Linked DNA regions of Hordeum vulgare: region 1 is linked to region 2. The links are chromatin contacts, called in public Hi-C maps. All regions are on one chromosome and are shown on one strand. The core of a region is the stretch at or near the end of the contact, and the rest is flanking DNA. Distances in the headings are between cores, read along the strand shown. Region 1 holds the start of LOC123401245 (protein KINESIN LIGHT CHAIN-RELATED 2-like). Region 2 holds the start of LOC123401730.

Evidence for each region. A called contact is a pair of places that touch in the nucleus more often than the background predicts.
Region 1: a Hi-C map of leaf shows a contact between it and region 2, with 3 times the contacts expected there. The contact joins the promoter of LOC123401245 here to the promoter of LOC123401730 in region 2. A contact is called at or near these places in 1 of 6 Hi-C or Micro-C datasets (leaf) and 1 of 1 datasets of contacts at active chromatin or transcription factors (embryo).

Annotation. Positions count from the first base shown.
Region 1 is chr6H:466,059,038-466,064,154 of MorexV3_pseudomolecules_assembly, reverse strand. It overlaps LOC123401245 (protein KINESIN LIGHT CHAIN-RELATED 2-like), which reads left to right and starts at 2,704. Exons shown (of 3, transcript XM_045094995.1): 1 at 2,704-2,999; 2 at 3,230-5,117. The coding sequence starts at 3,316.
Region 2 is chr6H:465,498,164-465,503,448 of MorexV3_pseudomolecules_assembly, reverse strand. It overlaps LOC123401730, which reads right to left and starts at 2,094. Exons shown (of 1, transcript XM_045095585.1): 1 at 935-2,094. The coding sequence starts at 1,746. The coding sequence ends at 1,195. LOC123401731 (universal stress protein A-like protein) reads left to right here. Exons shown (of 4, transcript XM_045095586.1): 4 at 821-1,171. The coding sequence ends at 929.

The DNA of each region.
Region 1 (5,117 bases), core at 1,455-3,954, 560 kb before region 2:
TCAGTTCGGGCGTTTAAGGGGTCCGGCTGGGTCGAGTGTTTGTGGCCGGTGAGTGACCCGGCGGCCTGTTCGGACGAGCGGGTTTGAGGGGTCCGGTTATATATATGCCCTTAGAGCATCTACAATCGGACACCTTAAATGACACCTCGTACGCCCACGGACGAGCCTGGTCAGTGACCAAATACGAGAGAGATGGAAAAAATGACCCAACCGAACCCCTTGTATCATCCGTATACGCTTGGTTGTGCGTGAATACTCATATCCATCTCAAATATGAGGAGGATATGAGGGCAGTCCGCCACATAGGACGCGGTCCCTCCCCGGACCACCTTTTTCTTTTCTTTATGCATTCTTTTTTTTTCTTCAGCAATCACGTGCAAGTGACGCATATGAGAAAAAAATGAAAAATATGGCTGCATACTTGGACAAATAAGAAACATGTCCGGTCATTAACCGGACGCATCTACGGACGTTTAAAGGATCATATTTGCAATGTCCGGTTCTAGACGCTCTTATATGACAAAACATGGCGAGATGGTGTGGTCGGAAGGGTCACCGGCGGTTTGAGGTTTGGGGTGGAGATGCCCTGCCATCGCTTCTGAGAGAACAAGGGTGAGAATGCCTTCCTTTTCCGGGGGCATGGAAACGGCGACAGGACAACCCAGGCCAACGGCCGGCTGGTGAGCAGCAGAGCAGGTGTGTTATTTCAATTTCATTCGACGACGCCCGTTCGGTGATCCGCGTTGGAGGCGCCGTATTATTCCATCAATCCCCGCACTTGCTGCCGCATCTCTCGCCGCTGCTAGCCAGGTGATCCTCCCTTTCCATTTTCTAGAAGGAATGATAATATGAAACCCAACGTATTGCACGTTTGCTGTCAGTCGTCACTAGCCAGCGGCGCTCTACAACTGCTCCAAATCCAGCATCCACACCCAACACAAAACACCGAATATTTCCATCTCCGGTTCTTGTCGGTGACTCCGTGGCAATACTATGGTTTTGATCGAAGCATTGACCAACCACCACGAGGCAATCACACAATCGATGACGGGATCCACCTCGACGCGGTGCAGATGACAGGGAAGACCACACCAACAAGCGAACGAGTTCCCGATGGATGATGGAGTCCGTTCAGAGGAACCCATCCATCCATCCGTCCGGCCAAATAAAGCCAGCAGCGCCACCAAGTGGCTGGCCGGCCGCCGGCCGGTGACGAGCAAGTCTGGCCGACCCCTTAAGCAAGCGAGCGACGAATCCGTTGTCTATGTTTTGTTTCCGCCCTGCCGTCGCTTTCCTGCCACCCGATCCTCCACTCTGTCATCTCGCCCGTTTCTTTCCGCTAACAACCAAGCAACAGCACAAGACCAGCGACCTTTCCTCCCGTCCCGCTGCAACAGCAACGGCACCTCTCGGGGACATGCTGCAATCATATGGTGGCCAAAATGCTGTACATAGCACAACGTGTAATTCAAAAAGTAAAGGTTTCCCGAAAGATATTTGAAAAATCTTGGAGTACTGTCTTCTTTTAATCACACTGAAAACGACGGCTAAACTTATAACGCGATGGATATCTTGTCCATGGATATTTTCACCAGTAGATGAAACGTCTAGTCTCACAAGAAATGATATGACGCCACAACGACGTACTTCCTCCGTCGCATAATATAAAAATATTTTTTTACGTTAATATTATGAAACAGAGGAAGTATCTTGTTAGAGGCTGCAATGTTCACTAGTTAGACTCAGCACGACAATAAAAAAAGAATGTTGACACATCATAATAGATTAATAGTAGAACGGAACCAAATTAATCCCTAATCCTTACTTTTACAAGTTTTTATCGATGACATGGAGCTTCGACACTAAAAACAACAATGATGAACGCTCGTCGAATCTATGCATCGCAGTTGTTTTGTCCAAGGTATCCTCAAAAGAGCTAGCAGCAATGGTTTCACTAACAATAATGATACCTCGTTGGTTGGGAACCCATTTAGCTCTATTCAACTATCATAGCTCACTCCAATAACTTATTTTCCGATAGAAGAGGGGTCCTACATCTGCATTGATTGTTGCAAGCGACCATACAACATGCTTAAGATGATACTAGAAATGGTGAGAAGTTTAACCCAAGAGAATAAACTTATCCATCACAGCTAGATTCTCAACGCATATCTTATTCTATCTACGCTTAACAAAAAGAATGTGCAATCCAAAAAAATTATGTATGTCAATGTAAAATCTGTAGGCAACTACGGCAACATAAAAATGCATACACGCCATCGACAAGATGCCTCAAATGTTAAAATGTCAGCCTGCCATATTGATACCCGTTATGGGTGCCGTATGATGCATCAAGTGGTAGATCAGGAAGTAAATTATGGTTATGATTTTAAATAAAATTATATACTCCTCCTGAACAATATTTATTGACGCTGGTTTAGTACTTATCCAAATAATTGTAGTTGAAAAGAACTAGTCTAGTTTTTTTCAATTACAATTATTTAGATATAGAGGGAGTATAATTTTAGAAAAGGAGTATTTTATTTTTCTTCTTCCGAATTTTGCAAGTAGTGGAAAGGAAGTACTTTGTAAATAAAATCCAAAGGAAAAAAACCCTCCATGGGCCTCATCACAATGGCTAGTACTTTGTAAATACTAAAATCTTTACTCTCCCCTTCCCGGTCAAAATCCATCTTCTCTTCCCCACAGCGACATTTGCTCTCCACCATCCCGTGCCTTTCCTCTTCCTCCCCCACCTATTTCATGGTGCTCTGACCTACACAAGCTCCAATCCCACACCCAATGCAGCTCTAAAATCTCTCCTCCACTCCACCACCGCTGCTCCCTCCCTAGAGCTGCCGCCGCGCGGTAGCTCCGCGCCATCGCTGACGCCTCGACCCCCCAGCCTCTCCGCCGTCGCTGCCGTCGCCGCGCCTCATCGCGACGTCCCGTCCCTGCTGTCTCCACCCCGTCAGCGATCTCGGGCGTTGGTTCTTGAGGTATGAGCTCGTGGCCGTCCGGAGATTCCCAAAACCCAAACTAGCATCCGCAGATTTTCTAGATCCGCCCCTCCCCGCAGTTAACTCGGCCCGTTAATCCGGCATTTATTAACAGCTTCCGAGCTAGCCGAAAATTGGAGCTCTCATAAATTGATCCGTGATGGTTTTGATTTTGTATCACTTACATCTTGTTTACCTCAATTTATTGATTGTATTCTGTTTCTTTCAAGGTGTTGCGGAGAGCCTTCCAATTTCATCCGGCTCTCCTCTTCCGAACAAAGGGTGAGAAGAATTTTTTGCCTGATTGCCCCCGAAGATGCCAGGAATCATAGTGGATGGAGTTGTTACAGAGGAGATTCAGCATGAGGTGAGTTCCTCTCAAAACAAGGAGAATTTGACGGCCCCAACCATGGCGCCAAGCATGCAGAGTGAGGCACTTGAGATGCACGTTGAGGATTCTGGTGCCGGGGAACCCTCGATTGAGCAACTCTACAACAATGTGTGCGAGATGGAGAGCTCAAGTGAGGGTGGCGGATCCCCATCACGCGAGAGCTTTGGGTCGGATGGGGAGGAATCAAGGATTGACTCGGAGCTTCGCCACCTTGTTGCTGGGGAGATGGAGGCCATGAAGGTCATTGAGGAGGAGGAGGAGAAGGAGAAGGGGAGTGGAAGTGTTACAAATGCAGCACCTACTGCTGGCAATGGGACCCCTGCCAGGCCTCAGTCTTCCAATTCATCCAAGAAGAAGGCTGCAAAATCACAGCTTGAATCGGATGCTTCTGTTGGCCCCAATGGCAAAGCATCCCCCGAGGAAGGTGAGAGTGAGGTCAGCAAGCCCGGAAGCCGAGTTGGCCGTCGCCGGAAAGCTAATGCCAAATCACAGAATGGAACAGAAGATGCTGGGCTCGATAACCCAGACCTTGGTCCATTTCTTCTTAAGCATGCAAGAGACTTGATTGCCTCTGATAATCCACGGCGAGCGCTGAAATATGCTCTCCGTGCCACCAAGTCATTTGAGAAATGTGCAGGTGGAAAGCCAAGCTTGAACTTGGTCATGAGTTTGCATGTTGTGGCTGCAATCCACTGCAACATGGGAAAGTACGAAGAGGCTGTACCTGTGCTACAACGATCCCTCGAGATTCCTGTGACCGAGGAAGGTCAGGAGCACGCACTTGCCAAGTTTTCTGGTTGCATGCAATTGGGGGACACCTATGGGATGCTAGGCCAGATTGCCCTCTCACTGCAATGGTATGCCAAAGGGCTTGATATCCAGAAGCAGACATTGGGGGAGCAGGATCCAAGGGTTGGAGAGACTTGCCGGTACTTGGCCGAGGCTCATGTGCAGGCACTACAATTAGATGAAGCACAAAAATTGTGCCAGATGGCTCTTGACATTCATAGGGATAATGGCCAGCCAGCATCACTTGAAGAAACGGCTGATAGGAGGCTAATGGGTCTTATTTGTGACACTAAGGGTGACCATGAAGCTGCGTTAGAACATCTAGTGATGGCGAGCATGGCCATGGTCGCCAATGGCCAGGAGACTGAGGTGGCCTCAGTGGATTGCAGCATTGGTGACATTTATCTCTCATTGGGTCGATATGACGAGGCTGTATGTGCTTACCAGAAAGCTCTTACAGTATTCAAGACTAGCAAAGGGGAGAATCATGCCACCGTGGCTTCTGTTTTTCTGCGGCTTGCAGATCTATACAACAAAACAGGGAAGCTGAGGGAATCAAAATCATACTGTGAGAATGCTCTCAAAATTTATCAGAAACCTATTCCAGGCACGTCTCTTGAAGAAATTGCCACTGGTTTAACTGATGTTTCTGCCATATATGAGACCATGAATGAGCATGACCAAGCACTGAAGTTACTCCAGAAGGCCTTGAAAATGTACAATAATTCTGCTGGCCAACAGAGCACAATCGCTGGAATTGAAGCTCAGATTGGTGTCTTGCACTACATCTCCGGGAATTATGGCGATGCATATGACTCCTTCAAGAGTGCGATTACAAAGCTCCGCACATGTGGTGAGAAAAAGTCCGCCTTCTTCGGTATTGCCCTGAACCAGATGGGGCTGGCGTGTGTTCAAAGATACTCCATAAATGAAGCTGC
Region 2 (5,285 bases), core at 845-3,344:
CTATTGTGAAAAAAGCCTACTGATAATCACTTTTTAAGTATTACTCTAGGAGAACGTGCCACTACTAAAAAGACTCGATGATTTAACGTCCTGTTCGTACAGAACTAATCGTACCCCCTCCTCAAAAGAAATTAATCATACCCCTGCCTATGATGTAAGTGGTCTATCTGTGTAGAACTAGTAATGCGGTACACATGTACGTGTATGCTATTGCCCTGGTATGTCATTGAGCTGGTTGGCTGCTATTCAGGGTTATGTAATTTGATTACAAATCTTGCCAACTCACTGTTTTCTACCAATTTAAGAGATATAATTACGATGGGATGTAATTCTGCTATACATTACATCTCTGCAACACTTTATAGCACTGATGCAAAGGGCATTTTTACATTGTTATACTTATTTTTTTAGTTTCCAGAAATGGTGAAGTTTTCACATGGACAGATGTCATATGGCTATGTTTGCACCCATAGCCGATAGCTGTGACCAATGCAAATTTTCCACAACCTAATTTTATCTTTCCAGAATAAGAGACGGTGTGAGGGTTTTATCTTCCCATAATATTTTTCAAATCCAGATGCATTCTATCATAGTCTGGGAACGCATCCTTATGATGCAACCATACATAAGGTTTCCTTTTTATGTTTTCAGGTACATTCGTTTTGTTCCTTCCTATGTGACCACAGTATTTTAATATTCAGCTTAGATTCTTCTTCTGACAAAGTGCACATTACTGAACTATCTAGTGTGGTCCATTCTTGCGGGTAAAGCAAGGTCGAATTTTTCGCTTGAACTAAACGGTTGGTGTTTTCCGTTGCAGGGTTTTCTTGGGCGCGGTGAGCGAGTACTGCGTCAAGCATGCTGAATGCCCCGTCATCACCATCAAGCGCAAGGCCAATGAGACTCCCCAGGACCCCATCGACGACTGATGCTCTCGTGAGAATGGGATGTTCTTCACTGCTTGATGGGTCTAATGTACTTACAGAATAAAATCTGGGAGTGGCTGGGAACTAGTAGTACAAACCTTGCAGAGCGCGCCCCAAAACTAGAGTGAAGAACGAAAACGCCGCTATTATCGCGGATGGATCATGGATGCCTAGTAGACAGACAAGAGTACAAGACAAGACACTCTTATCATATGATGAGATACATCAAGTTGTGATGAACCTAAGCTACTGTGATGTGATGTGATGATCATGAACCGGGCTTTGCAGAGACGAACGTTCCGCCCCTTACTTGCTGCCCTTGCCTGACAGCGCCGTTGGCAGCCGCGCCCGCGGGGTACCTGAAACCGGCGTACTCCTTGGGCATGCCGCCGACCTGGGGATGGTGGTGGTGCTGCTGCTGGTGGTGGTGGCGGCCTCTGCTGTCGGCCTTGGCGTCGGTCTTCCACGCGGCGGGTTTCCCCGGCGCGAACTTGATCTCGAAGCCATCGTCCATGTCGTGGATCACCGCGCGGGAGCTGGGCATGGGCTTCATCGGCGGGTACTTGACCTCGAAGCCCTTCTCCAGGTCGCCGCCGACCGCGTTGGTGCCGTAGTAGTGCTGGTCGGCGTAGGCCTTCTTCTTGGAGAGCCGGCGGCCGCACAGCCGCCCCGCGACGCAGGCGACCACGGCGAGGAAGGAGATGACGCCCAGCACGGTGAACACCGGCGCGAAGGAGCCCCTCGACGTGGCGGCCGGCCGCGCGTGCATGATGGGGTCGGTGGCGGGGTAGTACGGCATGGCCTGGGTCATGGAAGCCATCTTCTCCTCTCCTCTCGGCTCTGGAAAACTACTCGAGGAAATGGAAGAGTATGGCTTGCGATGGAGCGTCGCTGGCTTCGTGGGTGCAGAGGGTGCAGCGGTGTGGTCCTTTTATGATGGAGGGGTGCGAGGCAGAGGCAGAGGCAGAGGCCCGGGGTTTGAATTGAACAAAATTCCTTTTCGCTCTAGCACTCCAAGCGCTGGTATGATGATGTTGCATCGCCCATCTTTTCACTCATTCTTTTTCCTTTTCTTCCTCCGTCTCTCGCTCGCCGCAGAGATCTTTGAACGCATCGGACCGCGAGAAAGGCGCCTGCTTTGGAGCAGTTCAATGCGCGGGCTTGGCATAACGTCTCCCTCCCTCGGCATGCATGCATGCATGCAGAGCCTCTCTCTGCCCGGTTGGCCTTGCCCTCACACTCTCACTGTATGTAGTACTATCTCTACTGTGCTGCTGGCTCTCTGCTTTTGCTTTTGGACGTTGCATTGGATCAAAGCAACCGTAGCAGAGAGCAGCGGCGAGCAGGAGCAGGGCAGGGCGGGGACATCACATCGCTTTGGCTTCTTTGATTGCTTTCCCCCTCCGCTTTAGCAGATTGTGGGGGCGCAGAGGAATGAGCGCCTACTGCTTCCGCTTGACTATCACCTTTCTTGGGCATGCCGATCTAAAAACGCCTCGCATATAATCGAATTCCATGAGGTGACATGCTAGGCCTAGGGTTTGGTTTTCCTGTTCCATGATATTTGTTCGAATACGGTCTAGTGGTAGACATCCTCCGTGTAGGCTACGGATGGTATTTTGGCAGCGTGTAGGAGGCACAATAATTTTGCCTATGTACGTAGCAACGTGGACGTCCTTGTCACTCGAGCAGATACATTCTACTGATTGAACCACGAGAAGCATGCACCGCTCAACGACTGGAAATACATAACCCTTTTTGGAGGCCGATAATTCCCATCCTGTATGGAACAGGAGAACTGGACGGCCTAATGTAAAGCCTGAGCAACTTCAACACGTCGATCCAAACGGACGATAATTTTATCTGTTTTTTATTCGTTTGGGTCGGTTATCGGCTTTGCACCCATCGGCTAGGGTTTACCCATATGTACAACAAGGCCGCCTTCATCCGGGCATTGGTGTCTTCGTGTTGCACGGCGGCGGCGATGGCGACGGCGGCAGCTGCCTTTGCCCCTTGCATCTTGCACGTGCCTCCGGCCCTTCTTCTTGGTCGACACCATGGCACGCTCCTCGGGGGTCAACTCTTTTTTCCTTCCTCTTGGGCGACGCGACGACCTTGCGGGGGGTGCGGGCCTTGCCTCTGGCTTCGGCGGCGGCGACGGGCGAGGCCATGGAGGCGATGGCGGCGGCGGCCTCGAGGACGTCGTTCATGACGATGGGAGCGGGCGCGGGGGCGAGCGGGAGGGTTTGGGGGAAATTAAGGGAAAAATGGTCGCTTTGCCGCCGACTTATGGGCCAGGGAGGGAAGTGGGCGGGCGCCTCGCCCGTCAACTTCATATCCGCACCGACGCAAATCAGGTTCAAAAATGAACCGGGAATGGATCGGAAGACGGACAAAAAGCATACGCGCGTCCGTTTGGGTCGGCGCGTTGGGCCAACTTTTGTGCGCACGGACCCAAACGGGCGACGACGGATGAAATGGATCGTCCCGTTGAAATTGCTCTTATGTCCGAGCAGTTTGTTTTTGGCGAAAATGATCAGATCTATTATATTATAAAAGTTCACCCGAAATATAAAGCATCTCAAACATAATAAAAATTACATCAAAATTCCTTGAAAATATCATATAATTTTAACAAGAGTATTATATCTGTAATGCATAGTATCATAAGTTAATATTATATGATAGTTCATTTATTATCATGCACGACACATCATTTAATATGATATAATATTATGATATGATATTCAATCCTCTTTTTCTTTATTTAATTCTATGTCATCTCATCAAAATTACCTAATAAACATGCATGATAAATACATATGATACTTCCATTATGACCAACCTAATAGTTTAGCGAGTTGTTGACTATATAAACATGTCATGGCTTCAAGAGCTAGCATTATTGATCACTAATACAATAGGGATAACTATAAGGTTAATTTGTTTTCACTTTTTTATCTCTTTTCTCTCATTAAATGCTTTTATCAAAGAGCATTGATAGATGTTGGCTCTTGCATAAGAGCTCACTCCTTCACTTTTTGCTTGTCTTACTCCTCCATATAATCAAGAGTGACATGTAAGCAATTAGAGGCAAATAGCACATATCTATCTCCTCCAATATCTCAAAATCTAGATCGGCCAAATATATACTAGGTGATTTCCTTGAAATAAGGCACACGTTTTGATGCACAAGAACCAAAATATCAGCACATACAGTGTTGACTGTTTCGAAAAAGGGTTTCCCCCTGCTTTGTATTACAAAGCAATCAACCGATACAGCCAACAGTAAGTGCTGGGGCGGAAGCAGCACAATCACACCCAAAAGAAACGAAAGAGAAACAACAAGATAAAAATGCCGGCAACGGCGGATCGACAAAAATGAAGAAGTTTCACAACCACTGCGCCCACCGAAGACCTCCCACCAAGCTCCAAAGCACCGGTACCAATCAACACCTCCAAGAAGGACCGCGACGATGACGACGCTGCTGCCAAGGGTTTTCCCCGGTACGTGACGAGGCAAGAGGAAGGGTCGCCCCCGACGCCCTCCAGGAAGGTCCGGCGGCACCCATCGGCGTCGCCGCGTCGGTCCTTGCGGTCCTCGCCGTCAAGGGTTTCTCCCGATCCCAATCTTCACCTCCGATGCTCCTGAGCCTGCCACCAAACTGACCACCATCTTGCGCTACCGCGGTCATGAAGCCTCCACACCGTCTCATCACTGCACCAAGAGGTGAGGCCTGCACAGCAGGGAATAGGAGCCGGGACTAAGGGCCACAACACCGTCGGCACGTGGGAGGGTACAACCTCCACCGTCGTTGATGGTAGCCGACCGGACACAATAGCAGGAGCATACTAGGGCCGTGGGCCCACAAGCCCGGTCGGGCCCTTCATGCCCGCAATGCTCCCGCCATCGCGCTGCAGCAGGCACGCCGTCGGCGTCACCGCCCCCCGTCCGAGCTGCTCCTCCTCCTCACCACACAAACGACGATGAAGCCACACCGGGGGGTGGCCCGCAAGGACCCAGATGGGGCCCGCAGGGCCCAGATCTGGGCCGGGGACGCGCCGCCGGCCAACCTGCGTCACCACGCCGTCTCATCGCCAAGGGGCCACACCACCACCTCGCGCGTCGCCGGCCACTCTTGTCGGTCGCCGGGCCATTGCCGAGATGAGGAGCACCGCCGCCGCCTCCATGCCCCCGAGTAGGGAGCCGCGCGCGCGGGGACATGCAGTCCCGCCGCCGCCAACACCACCCGGCCAAGCGTCGGGGGCGACAGTCGGCGGTGGCAGGGAGTGATGGGGAAAGGAGGGAGGCCGAAGAGGGGAGGGGCTCGCGCCGCCCCGCCCACCTCCCTGGGAGGC